Linked DNA regions of Mus musculus: all the other regions are linked to region 1. Evidence: chromatin contacts called from public HiChIP or PLAC-seq data. All regions are on one chromosome and are shown on one strand. The core of a region is the stretch at or near the end of the contact, and the rest is flanking DNA. Distances in the headings are between cores, read along the strand shown. Region 1 has its middle 5.8 kb from the start of Nme8. Region 2 overlaps Stard3nl (STARD3 N-terminal like). Region 3 holds the start of Stard3nl (STARD3 N-terminal like).

Region 1 (4,738 bases), core at 1,526-4,025:
CATGAGTGCCAGCAGAGGCTAGGGAGCACTTGATAACAGAGAGTCCTGTTGTATTCCCAAGTTGCTGGGATGCCAGGGTGCCATTCCAAGCCCAGACTGCTGCAATAAAGCAAGCTCCTGGAATTTTGCCTTTGTTCCCTGAAGCATATAAAATTATGTTTATATATTGTAGTTTATTAAACATACAAAAAGATTATTGTTGTGTTAGAAAGCGGCTTGTATCTGGACAGGTCACATCAGGCCATCACAGCTCCACGAGAAGAGTTTTTTTGGGGGGGTGGGCAGGGAAGAGAAGGAGGAAAGAAGGAGGCAAAGAAGGGCGAGGGGTTGGGGTCTCTGCCGTTTATTCCAGTCATGACATAACACGCACACCAACACGCACAAGCGAGGCTCACAGGTGAGGGGCATGCCGGGAATGTGTGGCAGTTGCCATGGCAACAAATGCATGCGGCTTCTTGTCGCTTAGGGATGACATCATTGCTGGATTCGGAGACTGTAAACAGCTTCTGATGCCAATTATGTTTTAAAAAACAACGTGGATCAGTTAATTTGAGATGCCCCCTTGTCAATAAATGGTAATGTTTTCTTGTAATATTAATGCTCTGGGCATAGTAACCAGTCACTTTCTGATTGGATCTAAGTTTCAACCCATGAAATAGAACCTATACATGACACTATTAAAAGAGCCAAATACCTGTGGCTAGATAACTCTAGGGAAAAAGTCATTACTATGATTATGCTAAATAATTAATGTATTAAAATGACTCTTAATGACTGACTGCTATACCCATAAATGACCAGAGCATCTTTCAACCTTTCTCAGAAAAGGTTTTCCTTGCAGTAAATGGCAGTTGACTCAGAGAGCCTCAACTGGTTGATATACAGAGTAAGGGGAATGCTCAGACCTAAATAGGACATTCGTATCCTCTAGGTTCATAGGTCTATGTAGAAGAGGCAGACATTTTGTAAGAACTAGAGGCGGTCAGTACCATCAAAGAAATGGTGCTTTCCATCAATAAGACAGCTGCCATGTGAACTCACAATAATTGTAACAGCATGTACAAGACCTGAACAAGCTTCAGCCAGACAAAATCTTAATTAGCATGGGAATTGGGGAGAGGTGGGCAAGAAATCCCATCAGCAGCTGAGGATCTGGTATTTTGGAGTTTCTGGGTGAGGAGAGTAAATTTTCTTTAATGCTGTGACCCCCTGATAGGCTGACCACACACCACAGCTGGCCACACTCCCGATACTAACTAGGCAACAGAGTTGAGACAGGAGGAGAGGGGCAGGGAGAGGAAAGGGAAGACGAAGAGGAGGAGGAAGAAGAAGAAGAGGAAGAGGAAGAGAGGAGGAGGAAGAGGAGAAAAGTCATTTCCAAGTCAGGTGGAAAGGGATGGGAGGGTAGAAGCGAAGATAGTGGAAACTGTGAAGGAGTTAGATGGTAGAAGTTTTCAGAATACATTGTACAGAATGCTCAAAGAATTAATAAAATTATTGGGGGGAAAGCTGAGCACAAAGGAGTAGGCACAGGTCAACAGAACAGAATAAAGCATCTAGAATTCTTTTAAAACCTAATGATCATTGGGAGCATTGAAACAATCATACAGACGGCCCTTGCAGAATTGCCCAAACCTTCCATTTGGTGGGGGAAGGGCAGGGAGAAATACAGTAAGTTTACTTACGCATGCAAAGATTAAATAAATGCATCACTGGGCCAGGTTGTAAGGTTGTAATCGGATGAAATGAGTTAAATACTGCATCTTTTCTGATTTTCAAGTTCAAAATTCTTGTGGCTTTCTTAAAATTTTAATAATTTCATTTTTGTACAGAGATGTGTTTTTATTTCTTATATCCAGGGTTTACAAAGTATAATATTATTAATTTGATAAACAATGTGATTGATTGCTTATTTTTAAAATATTGGCTTAATCTTTGTGCGACTTATTTCATTGCTAGAAATACTTCTCCACCAGTGAATGTGGTCTTAAAAAGAAAGGAGGAAAGGGTGTCTGCGTTTACTCTGTGACAACACAGAAGACATTTGATTTAGTATCATCAGGAAATTGTCCTGTGTTCTTTCTGTAGTCTAGATTTCAGTTGCTTTCTCTACCCAATTAATCAGGGTGCTTTATAGCTAGGAAATCATGGAGTCCGGGGCTGGAAATCAGAACATTTTCAGAAAATTTTCAAGAGGATTAAAAAACTTTTTTTTAAATATAATGAATTTTAAAATATTCATTTGTTGTGTTTGCTAGCACTCGTGTGCGTGCACAGCAGTGCTGCGGTTCATGAGCTGGGAAGTTGGTCAGAGGACAACCTGAAGGATTTGGGTTTCTCCTGCCACTCTGTGCTACTATTCCAAAGATCAAACTCAAGTCAGACATAGTGACAAATACCTTCACTCACCCAGACATCTCATCAGCCTGAATGTTTAGCGTTGAAAAATAATAATCTAAGTTTGAGATTGTTTTTAAATTGACTCAATCCCTCTTCAGCTGCTGGAGAAGAATAACACACACACACACACACACACACACACACACACACACACACACACACACACACTTATTTTCTAGAGTTTGAGATCTTGCTAGACCAATATTAAGGTGCTAGCAGTGGGTTAGGGACATTGTTGTGGTAACCTCATGTGGTTGATAAAGGAGATCTCTCCTGCAATCACAAGGCCACAGGCCCGCAGGGGAAAGGGCCGAATGAGAAACAACAGGAGTCTATTCACCAACGGTGGAGCCCTCAGAACTAATTACCTTTCAATGCTGCCACACTGGGGGTGGAGTTTCAGTCCAATACATGGAGCTTGAAAGGATATATTGAAACCACAGCATACCTACGGCCTGTTTTCATTATTAGTCATGATGGACTAATACCAAAAATATTCTGCAATACTGAGTCTGTGATTTGTTTAAAGGGGGCAAACAAATTTGTTATCATGACTTGGGTGTGATCATATTTAATTTAGTTAGAATATCGATCACATGGTTTTGCTGGAACCAAGGATGACGAAGGCTTGGGAGCAAGGTGCGCAATTGGGGCAAGTCTGTGTGACAATCTCCTGACAAGAGATACTCAAGAGATGTTGAACTTCTTCAAAGCTTTGCACACATGTAGTGTTGGAGGAGCTTCAGATGAGTATGTTTTCTGTTATCCAGAAATGATAGGACAAAGACCATTACTTACGATAAATATGCAAGAGTGGTGATAATGTCTCAAGTTTCAGATAAGTAAGATTAATGATAGCATCTAAATTTTTATCATATTTATGTGTATGGGTGTTTATCTGCATGCATGTCTGTACACCACATGCAGTCTTAGTGCCCAGCTAGGCCAGAAGGTGTTGAATATCATTAAAATGCAGTGACATATGTTGGTGGGCATCCATGTGGATGTTGGGTATTGTCGTCCTATAGAAGAACAGCCAGGGCTATTAACCTGAACCTTTTCTCCAGCCACCTAACTTTGTTTCTTTAACTTTGGAGGCTGGTTTATGTGCCCAGAGAATTAGAAGGAAGCAGCTTTACAAAACTGAAAACATCCAGGCTGAAGCTGCAGACTTGCAAGCAATTGGCATGGCCTGGGAGGACAGGGAAAGGCACAGTGAAGTGAAATGTGAAATTGGAGGACTGAGGGCACTCAGGCAAGTAACCAGGAACACCAATATCTAGTGACGGATAGAGTCCATGAAAATTATGAAAGAAGACTACAAACATCATCAGAGCCAGCAAGAGGAGCAGAAAGGAATGATGTCACAGTCAAACAAAGACACAGGATAAGGAAGAAAACTTCAGGAATGCTCCAGGCTTAAGTGTAGTCAGGTACAGCAAGCAAGGGGAGACCCATGCAGCCTGAACAAAATGGTTACAGTGTTGATGTGTGCACAGCTGAGTCACACAAGAAAGCTGCCCAGGGAGTGAATGTAAAGGCAGGAAATAGAACCAGAATGGACAGTGCTTTCTAGAGTCTAAAGAGTGATGGAGGGAGGGAGAGAAGAATCCATCACCAAGGAGAGGAGGTGGTAGAGGGGTTGTCTAGATATTAATAAGATGGCATCAATTTGACCATTTGAATGCTGAGTTAGCAGTCATTGAAGGCAAGGTTGCTGAGCTAGGAGACCAGAGAGGAGAGGGCATAGATGGAGGAACAGCCTCAGATGAGAGGAAGAATCTTTCTTCCAGCAAGATGCAAAACAGTAACAAGCAAAACCCAGTCTCTCTACTATCTACCTTATCCATTGTAATTATTTCTACTATATTTGTGCAAAATTTTCTATAAAAGACACCTTGATAGATCCTTGTGGTAGACAAATTCTACCTACAAAAACAAAATCTGTCTATAAAGGCTATATCGTATCCAATCTATAATCCCATTTATTTATTTTTTTTTTCCTCCAATTTTTTTTTCCCATTTTTTATTAGGTATTTAACTCATTTACATTTCCAATGCTATACCAAAAGTCCCCCATATCCACCCACCCCCACTCCCCTGCCCACCCACTCCCCCTTTTTGGCCCTGGTATTCCCCTGTACTGGGGCATATAAAGTTTGCAAGTCCAATGGGCCTCTCTTTCCAGTGATGGCCGACTAGGCCATCTTTTGATATATATGCAGCTAGAGTCAAGAGCTCCGGGGTACTGGTTAGCTCATAATGTTGTTCCACCTATAGGGTTGCAGATCCCTTTAGCTCCTTGGCTACTTTCTCTAGCTCCTCCATTGGGAGCCCT
Region 2 (4,738 bases), core at 955-3,454, 340 kb before region 1:
ACAAAATGTAGCAGAAATTATAGGACACATTATTTAAAGGAATATAACACAATGGGCTAATGATCATCCTGAGAGAGATAAAAGGAGAGTCAAAAACCAACCATCTGTGTGCCTGCAAGTACTATATTTAACCAGGAAATCACTAAAGCAGTAATAATAAATACACTCAAAGGATACAATCAATTTAAAAAGTAAAGACAGGCAAGAGGAAAAAGATAGACAGAGATTGTCAAGATGGGGTAACATGAATGCGCAGAGACTGAAACACAAGTCCTGGAGTGGGAGAGCAGTCAGGAGTGGCTGTGAGGGGATCTGGAAGGCAAGCCGGGCAGCAGAAAGAGCTCGCTCACTAGGGAGTGACTGATAGCATGCAGACTGCACAGCAGAGGGCACTGTGCAGAGACAGATGCTGGCCACCTCATGCCAAGGAAACGGAAATGTGCATGGGGAGGTTGGGGATCCGGAAGACATTTGAAGGATACTAGCCAAATGTTCCTGGGGCTGTTGAGAGCCATTAACCCATATACCTAACAGCTGAAGAAATGTGAATACAGATCTCCGCAGAGGGCCACATCACCAACCTGCTGATAATCATCAGGAAACACTACAGCAGGTCAGAATACACGCGTACCAGTAAAGCAAGGTCTAGAAGAACCTAGAGCTGTAAAGGCCTGCATCAGACCCTAAGAAAGGACTGCAGGAAAGTAAGTAAAATAAATAAATAAATAAGTAAATAAGTAAAATAAGTGACGTTTTTACAAAGAAGGAAAAGATTATGCTAACTGCAATCCAAAGGGAGTCGGAGAAACCACTGGCTTGGCACTCTCAGCAAATGTCAAGTGGGTCAGTGGGGGAGTCACTGTTTTGATAACTGTTTCATAGACAAATGGACAGAGATAGCTGACATCAAAAGAATGTGCATGTAGTCTTGTGTTTCTTTTATATATGAAAAGTAATTAAAATATAGCATAATCCTAAAAAATGCAAAACCATCCAACCAAAAATACCCTAATTTTGATCGAAACTTCTAGATAAAATCCACAGGCAAATTTCTTTATGACCCAGAGTGAAGGTTGAGAGATCTTAGCTATGACTGCTAATAACTATCATCATCAGACTAGACTCATAAGCTACGCTTAATTGACATTAAGACACAACACCCAAGAAGCCCACAGGCAGGCACCACCTGAAGTGGGCTTCGAAGACTGACTGAGGTAACTGCAGAATCTCCTAGCTGCTGGAGTGCTGAGAGTATGAGTGTTGTGCTCAGTCCTAACGAGGGTATCTGCATCTCCTCCAAGGCTCAGAGACCACGCAGGACCGCGACAGGGAAGACGGTGCCAACCACTCACTATCTGATGGGCATGATCTGGATAGTCAATAATAAACTTGCAAAAGCTGTAGCTGCCTACACAAGACTGGGAAGATCAATAACTAATCATGAATGAGGTTTGAGTGGTCATGGGGGCCCTGCTTCTCCCCGGGGGGCGGGGGTTACTGAATCTGGTGGGCCTTGGGGGAGGGGTAGTGCAGTCATTGGTGGGTTCCCCAGGCTCCAGTCAACAGTGTCACCTATGCTCACAGGACTCTGGTTAAATCCAGTAGATAACAAACCAAACGAGAAGGCATGAGAATGAGGGGGCTCTGCAGAGAGGAGAAGGGGTTCACTAGAGTGGGAGGGGTGGGGTGGAGTGTGATCAGACTGTGTTATATAAATGTGTGGAGGGGCTGGTGAGATGGCTCAGTGGGTAAGAGCACCCGACTGCTCTTCCGAAGGTCCAGAGTTCAAATCCCAGCAACCACATGGTGGCTCACAACCACCCGTAATGAGATCTGACTCCCTCTTCTGGAGTGTCTGAAGACAGCTACAGTGTACTTACATATAATAAATAAATCTTTAAAAAAAAAAAATGTGTGGAATTATTACAGAACTTAATTGAAATGTGAAGTAAATATAAAGTGAAAAGACCTAAGAGATGTGGAGCGGGGATGTGGAAGAGATGTCAGCATGTAGAGACTTGTAAGTTAAAGACAGCGAGCACCTCTGTAGTTCTGTTAGCCTACCAAAAGCAGACGTGTACAACAGCAAGGACTTGTAAGGATAAAGCCAACATTCACGGCCTGAAGTATGTGCGGAGGAGAGGGCTTCGATGAGCAGCTTCCACTCATGAAAGTTAATAAATGTTCAAACACGTAAGTGGCTGTTCCTGGCTCAATTACTTATTAACAGCCCAAATTGCAGTCCAAAGTGCCAGCGACTGACAAGTGGTGCAGCGTCACACTGTGCAAAAACAGGCACTGATGCCTGCAGAAAGAGCAGCTGAATGCAGAAACCACATGGCATGACTGTTACTAGTGTATGTCCAGGGGACACGGCATCACGATAGGAAGCACAGCAATAGTGACCTCAGCATGACTGTACAGGCACAGGGGCTAAGTGCAACCATGCGCGAACAGTTTACTGTTATAAGACAACCTAAAAAACTAGCCAAAACTCAGTGGCAATTCCCCAAATGACCACTAGGTGGTAGACATCACAGATGAATTGTCACCCTGGAAAGCTTGATGGGGTAAAACTAGTTCATTTAACTATCATTCACAATAGATGTATTTATTTGTAGTATGTAAATTTATATACTTTCATAGAGCTTAAAACATACATTAATTAATAACCCCGGGAATGGGTTTTTAATGCTTTAAATATTCTCTACACAAAGGGTGACCACCTAATTGAGAACCCTTCTGAGGGATGAAGGAATGAGGCAAAGCAGGGGCATGACAGCTCTTGGAATCTTAGCACCTTTATTTTGACTTGCCCACAATAAGTTAGTATTATACAGTTTGAGGTACTCATCTATTCATCCACCTGTCCACTGGCCCGGGATCAAACCGAGGCCAGACAAGTGCTGCACTCAATACTACACATCTTCAGTCCCAAACTAGCCTGCATTTCAAACCAGACTCCCAGTGGGGGTAAAGAACTGCCCCACCTAAGCATGCCACTTAGTTCATTTCTGCTCAGTCAGCATCGTCACTGCAGCCACATGGGTAGCCCAGGCCTTCCTTCTCTGCAACTGGAAGCTTTGGGAACAAAGCGGGCTCTAGTTCCAGCCGCACCTCCACTGGGCTGTGATGATTTCTGTATTCCCATTCTAAATGCCGAGCTGTTCCTTCCTATGAGAAGAAGATAACATTTCTAGGTTCACGTCCTAGAATCTCCTTCTCTACTTAACCCACCGTTCCCGCAGACAGAAATCTACCATGAGTCAGGCATTAGTTTGGGTGCCGGGTCACAAGGCAAGCAAGGCAGCCCCCAGTCTTCTGACAGCACCAGTCTCTGCAGGCAGGCAGCATTGCTCCCTCCCTCTCAGCATTATGAGAGTCTGTGTGAGAAAATGGCTTGCCAGTTTTAAGCACATTACCTTCTGTAATAGTTTCATTTTTTTCCAAATTGAACATTCAGGTAACACAAATGTAACACAGGAAAGCAAGCTCTTTGAGAATCCACCTGTGTTTACCAATACTGATGCGTATCTTGTGTAAATAAAGCAGTGCCTACAGGAACGCTACCTACAGAATTGTCTCTGTTCTCTCTGGCTTCATAACCCAGTGGTAGTTCTCCAGAGGACCACTAGGTGGTGGCAGACATCACAGACTAAAGGCCCTTGCGGGTCCTGGGAAGCTTGACAGAGAAGAACCAGTTATTAGCCTGCTGAGCTGAGCTCCTTGTTAAGAAGACAAATTGATAATGAGAAATTGTATAAGCTAACAGTTACATTTTGAATTAGACTATAAGTTCCATTTTTTGAAACGAGCCCTATGACATAAAATATCTGAATCAAATAGTCACACGATGTTAAGTAGCAAAGCGCTTCACTTCAAACTGTACTTTTTATAGGTTTCAGACCGACACTAACATGTACGTGGGATTGTCCATGTCGTGCTGTTCTGGACCCCACATCAACAATCCACAATGTAAGCAGCCTTAAGTTCCTCCAGTGCAAGACCACTCACTGCACAGGGCTGCACCTTCACAGCCCTTTCCTCTATCTAATGCTGGGACTACAATGTAGCCTCTAATTCACCTTACATCCCAGAGGTAGAAACAGACCAAATAACTGCTACATATGGGGCAGGATGACAGGGCTGCAGAACAGGACCTAGAAGTCTAGGAGTACCCTAACCAAGACAGCAGGAGGGTGGCTGTGGAGAAGACTGGATGGAGGCTCTTGGAGCTTTAGCTAGAGCTACAATGTTCAGAACAGAAGCAATAAAATGCACAATGGCTTGAGGGCCTTGGAGCCCAGGTTTTCTGGAGACTAAGAAGGGAAAAGAAGACAGGGTAAGAGGTGGGACAGCGAGGGAGGAAGGCCAACAGAGGTGACCTGGGCCATGTCACTGAAGGTGTTGGGCAGAGAGCTGACCCGGCCACTCTGGTACTTCCACAGACACAGGAAGCTGTAAGCAGCAGCTGTGAGCAGACTCTCACACTGGAGCCAGCAGTGTGCCCGAGAACCAGCACTTACTGTGTGATGCTAGTGTACTTCTGCTCTGTGCCTGACTTTGTTTCTCTCTTGGTACAAAAAGCTCAGAGTGGTTTTAAGATGTGAATGAGCCCCAGTGCCCCCTTACTTGCCTGGTACCTGTAAAGTCCAAACAACTTAAAATATTTGATATACTGTATGAAAATAAATGCAAATAAAATCAAGTATTTTAGACATCTTTTTCTTCCTCACCC
Region 3 (4,738 bases), core at 1,070-3,569, 310 kb before region 1:
GAGAAGGAAATAGAACCAAAAGGAAACAAGAAAAAAGGCCTAGCATGCAAATTTGGAAATAAGCATTTGGCATTTTATGTGTTGCGCTTTAGAAACTGCTGCCTATCTATAGTTCCAGAGCCTCTTCTCCACCAAAAGGGTCCAACGCATGAGTTCCAAAATGCAACATCAGGAACCAAATTTGAAACATCAATCCGTAGATCCTCTACTTGCTTCTGGGAGAAGGGGTGAAGCATGGTGAAGTCGAGTAAAGCTAACAACCTCCATCAGTCTAGCTGAGGGAACTTAGTGTACATTTTCTTCACTGATGAAAAGTTTGGTATTTGCAGTATGTCTGAAAGAACAGAATGCATGTGCCACGCCCAGAAAACTGCAGGAACTAAATAAAGACACAGTAATCCTTAGAAATGCAAGTGCTAATAGGAAAGGCTCACCTACCTACTGTTACACCTTCTCAGCTCTTGTTTGGACAGAGCAGGACTGCCTGCCAGTGCTTTCCAAATGGAAAGTAGGTAAACACTGTCCTGGAAATGAGTGACAGCTGGAAGAAAGGGGATAAAAGCTAGAACTGAAGATAAGCAGAGGGTTTGAGTCTTGCCTACAGCAGCAATTAAAAGAAAAACTACTATGGGATACAGTACTAGGGAAAAGAAAGCCATTCTTAAGAGGACCTCTAAAGAGAAAATATAAAACAATTAATGATTTCATAATCAAAACAAACAGAACGCGGCTGAGAGTTTAGGAGTGCCTCGGAAGGTATCTGAAGTCCGCACTTCCACAAGGAAGCCTGTTCCTTCTTCAGCATTGCCCAACCCAGGTCAGCTCAGCCACCTCACTAGCCCACCATTAAGGATACAGCACTGCTGGACTCTCCTCCCACTGTGCCTGCTCTTCCAGCTTCTGCATTTGTAACTGGACACTTCCTGCTCCTCCCCTGACTAAATCACTCTAAACATTCAGGTCTCATCCAGAGCATCACCTCTTCAGGGACATTTTCCCAGATCCCACACCACAGCCACACCAATGTCCCTTACTGCCAGATTTTCTAGCATTCATTCCTATCTAAAATCATATTGTTATTTGCACATATATTCTATCTTCACTAAAATCAAAGGAACTCGAGGACAGAAACCTTATCTAGCGTTCAATACTCAATTTTCAACACCTAAAACAGCATGTGGCATCATATAAACTGTCTAATAATTAAATCCAAATGATAATCACTATCCTGAGAAGGTAAGTCCTTGGAGCAGTTTTAAATCCATTTCTTTAATGCTTTTGACAATGCAATCTTTAAAGGTTCATGTTTGAGACAGGAAGATCTCAAAGAAAAATGTATTCTTCCTTACAATACAAAACATTACATATGTGTGAATATTATGTAGGGGGGGCACAGTCTACACTGTCCCTTCATGGGCATGATTATCTAGCATTTTACTTATGCACAGATGCAGCCAAAAATACTGTAAACTGCTCTTTGTCATCAAATCTTGCTCTATAAGTGGATGATGGACAGAAGAAGCATAGATGGGATTTACCGTTAGGAACCTTAAACAAAAACATCAGACGGAACTTGCTATAGTAACTCGGTACCCTGGGAGGTCAGACGGCTACTGTGTTCATTCAATCAGCCTTACTAACCTTATCCAAACTAGTACTGGGTCAAGTGATGGATTCCATCTGTGAACAGAGACAAATGCCTTTACAACTGCCATACTAAGAGAACACTAAGAAAAGTTCCACAGTGTCCACCCATGTTCCAACCAAAAGAGGAAGAAAAAGAGCCCTACTGAGATTTAAAAAAAAAAAAAAAAAAAAAACTAAAGGCAGGATGAGTGGGCAATGCGGAGAGCTGAAACCATGGCTAGAACATTCATGACTCATGCTTTAATTTTCGTTTTGTTTTGTTACATCAGGGCTTTTCTTGACGAAGGCACAAGGCCAGTAACAGACAGTACCTGCCGGCCTACACCCGCATGTCACCTTGGACTTGATGCGGATGCAAGGCACGGGGCCGAGGCTGGACCACCTGCCTCCCGGTGAGTGTGGGTGTGGGCCCGGGGCCAGCTTCCCTCCCGCGCTCCGCCGCGTTCCGCGGCTGCACCCACAGGCCCCACGGCCAAGGCCAGGTCTGGGGAGCCCGGCAAACCCTGGAACCTCAGGCATTTGGCTTCACGACCTGCCCAGCAGGGCGCGGAAAGACAGCCTACCTCCTCCGCGGCGCGAGCCGCCCGCCGGCCTGCAGACACGGCTCCGCGGTCCCCGCCGGCGGGGCTGGGGCGGGGCTGCAGGGCGGGACCCTGTCCGTGACGTCAACGCGCTGGTCACGCAAAGACGCTGCGGCTTGCTGGAAAAGTGAATAGTGGCAGAGGAGACGGCGGGTTGGTTTACAGAACTGTCAGTTTTCGGACGACCAGTAGATGGCTCATAAAGGAGGCAGTGGGCGGGCCTAGGACTAGCCGCGCCTCCAAAGCCTGTTAAGGTATCCAGCTTCTAACAGCAGGCTTTTAGTGGGTTTTACCTTCCTGAGAATTCTACGGAAGGCTTCTCTTAGATAGGTTTTAGGCTGCAGCCGGTGAGGGGTAACTCTGAGAGTGGATTTCAGGCCCTGGCCCCTTGGTTTCAGCTGTCCACTAAGAACTTGTCTATTCTAGGACTCGACCGTAAGTCTCAATCAGCCCAGTCTTACGTAGGAGTAATGCCTTTGTCTTACTGATAGTTAAGGCTAACTGTATTTACTTAGTTGTTATACACGACATTGGGCACTAAGTGATGTTTTAGATTTTTCCAATAGCTGGTACAGTTACGTCCTTAAATGCAAGAATACAAAGGAAGATAAAATATATTGCACTATGAGTGCTGAAGACTCTCAGCCTGTTAGAGGAAAATAATATTAAGAATAGTATTTTTAATAGATACTCTTATAAAGTAGTTTAATCGTTTTTATAATGTTTACATTACAAATGTGAATTTATATACGTGCAAAATTTTGAACAGTGCAAGTTGGGTGAGAACTGTTTTTATAAACCAATCAAAGGCTCAGTCTTTGTGTGATGGGTCCTTCCTGCATTGACATGTGAAAATATTTGTTAACACTCAAGTTCAGTTCTTCATCTAGCCTTAAATGTGCCTCATTGCTTTTTAAATGCTAAAAGTCTTCAGCGCCAATGATATAACTTGCCATCTCTATGCCCTTAAACATACAGTTTGTTTGGATTTTTTTTTTTAATTGCTAGTATGAGAAATGCTACCTTAAACATGTGTGAATGTGTTTTCCTACTTCTGTCCAAGTACTGCTTATGGTGCAGATGACAACAAAAGAACAGACTAGATCTCAGGCATACATCTTCAATCCTAGTAGTAGAGTCTTCAGATAAGGGCCCCTAGTGTTGCTACAGTGTTCATTTCCACCCATAAAGTTTAAATAATCCTATTTACTACCCTTTGGAAGAGAAATAATATGCAAGCTTTTGTTGTTGTTGTTGTTTTTTTCAAATTGATGAGCATGAGAAAAGTTAGGGTTAGGGTGTGTGTATATATACAAACTAAGTTCAGGGTTCTTGTATACAATGATTTGGGTGACAAGGTGAAGCAACTTGTGTGACTACTGTAATGCAGACGCCTTCCACTTAGTAATTAAAACACCTCACACTATCCTAATACTGTCACCGTGATTAGTTTTGCCTGCTTTCAGACTTTTGTATACATACAAAGTACATACTTACTCCAAGGCTCCTTTTTCTTGATACCTGTGATGGCTGGTATTGATTATCAGCTTCACACGATCGAGAATCATCAAGAAGACAGATGTCTGGGCATGTCTGTGTAAGTTTCTAGCTTGTGTTAATTGAGGTGGGAAACCCACTCTAAAGCCACCTCATTCATATTCTGCGGTCCCAGAACAAGTAAGATGGAGAAATGAGTGGAATAGCTGTGTTCATGTTGATGTGTTTCCAGATATGTAGATGTATCCCACACTTCGGCCACCATGCCTTTTCTGCCATGTTGGATAGTACCCTAAATATAAGCCCAATATATCTTTCCTGAACTTGCTTTCTGTCTTATATTTTATCTAAACAATAAGGAAAATAAGTAATATATCACTATATTTGTAATACTAATACATAGTAAAAGTGTTATAGTAATTTATCCATTCTCAGTTTTGTTTATAATTCCAAATGTTGTTCATTCTACTGTTGCTCAGCATTAGGTAATTGGATGTTTGGAGTAATTACAATGATGCTGTTATGGATATTCTTGCACCTTGTCATTGGTACCTGTAACTATACATTTGATCTTGATATATAAGAAATGTCTCACTGTGCCTCAGGATATAAATACATGTTTAGCAGGAATAGACATTTCCTAGTAAATTTTTGGTTTCATCAATTTCCACATCCGCAAACAAGGAAAAAAATCTGGATGCTCAATATTTGGATGGATAATATTTTCAGCTGTAATCTTTCATACTTCTTTTCATCTTTTACATGTCTATATTTATAAGTATCATAACATGGATTTGACTTGCATTTTCTACATAAAAATGAGTTTATAAACTAAGATTATTTGTATGTCTTTTGTCAATATCTCTCAAAAAGTTAGTTTTTGCTAACTCTTTAATTATGTTATCAGCCTTTTCCTTAAGGCTTTCTTATATTCTTGATATGAGTTCTTCATCTCAAATATATTGTGTTAGAACATGGCCCAGGAATTGTGAAGGCCAAAGTTATGTTTTAAG

Evidence for each region. HiChIP or PLAC-seq counts read pairs in DNA pulled down with a chosen protein or histone mark.
Region 2: an HNF4G HiChIP or PLAC-seq map of pancreatic cancer cells shows a contact between it and region 1. The contact joins two enhancer-like sites. A contact is called at or near these places in 24 of 39 promoter capture datasets (the 3T3-L1 cell line, 3T3-L1-derived adipocytes, the C10 cell line and 15 more), 5 of 484 Hi-C or Micro-C datasets (B cells, the P5424 cell line, Sertoli cells and 1 more), 2 of 115 datasets of contacts at active chromatin or transcription factors (pancreatic cancer cells and trophoblast stem cells) and 2 of 9 other capture datasets (adipose tissue and embryonic stem cells).
Region 3: a FOXA1 HiChIP or PLAC-seq map of pancreatic cancer cells shows a contact between it and region 1. The contact joins the promoter of Stard3nl here to the enhancer-like site in region 1. A contact is called at or near these places in 10 of 39 promoter capture datasets (the 3T3-L1 cell line, 3T3-L1-derived adipocytes, the HPC-7 cell line and 6 more), 3 of 115 datasets of contacts at active chromatin or transcription factors (bone marrow-derived macrophages, fibro-adipogenic progenitors and pancreatic cancer cells) and 1 of 9 other capture datasets (liver).

Annotation. Positions count from the first base shown.
Region 1 is chr13:19,701,221-19,705,958 of GRCm38.p6, forward strand. No RefSeq gene overlaps it. Among named protein-coding and RNA genes, the nearest start is that of Nme8, 5.8 kb to the left of the region's middle. Within about 2 kb of position 2,776, at least 10 of the 459 cell types and tissues checked have an H3K27ac peak or open chromatin away from gene starts, as enhancers often do. A contact at or near this core is called in pancreatic cancer cells, where this site is marked.
Region 2 is chr13:19,362,172-19,366,909 of GRCm38.p6, forward strand. All of the region lies in intron 7 of Stard3nl (STARD3 N-terminal like), which reads right to left. Among named protein-coding and RNA genes, the nearest start is that of Stard3nl, 31 kb to the right of the region's middle. Within about 2 kb of position 2,205, at least 39 of the 459 cell types and tissues checked have an H3K27ac peak or open chromatin away from gene starts, as enhancers often do. A contact at or near this core is called in pancreatic cancer cells, where this site is marked.
Region 3 is chr13:19,393,494-19,398,231 of GRCm38.p6, forward strand. It overlaps Stard3nl (STARD3 N-terminal like), which reads right to left and starts at 2,320. Exons shown (of 9, transcript NM_024270.3): 1 at 2,211-2,320. Gm40827 (a long non-coding RNA gene) reads left to right here and starts at 2,354. Exons shown (of 2, transcript XR_873152.2): 1 at 2,354-4,738.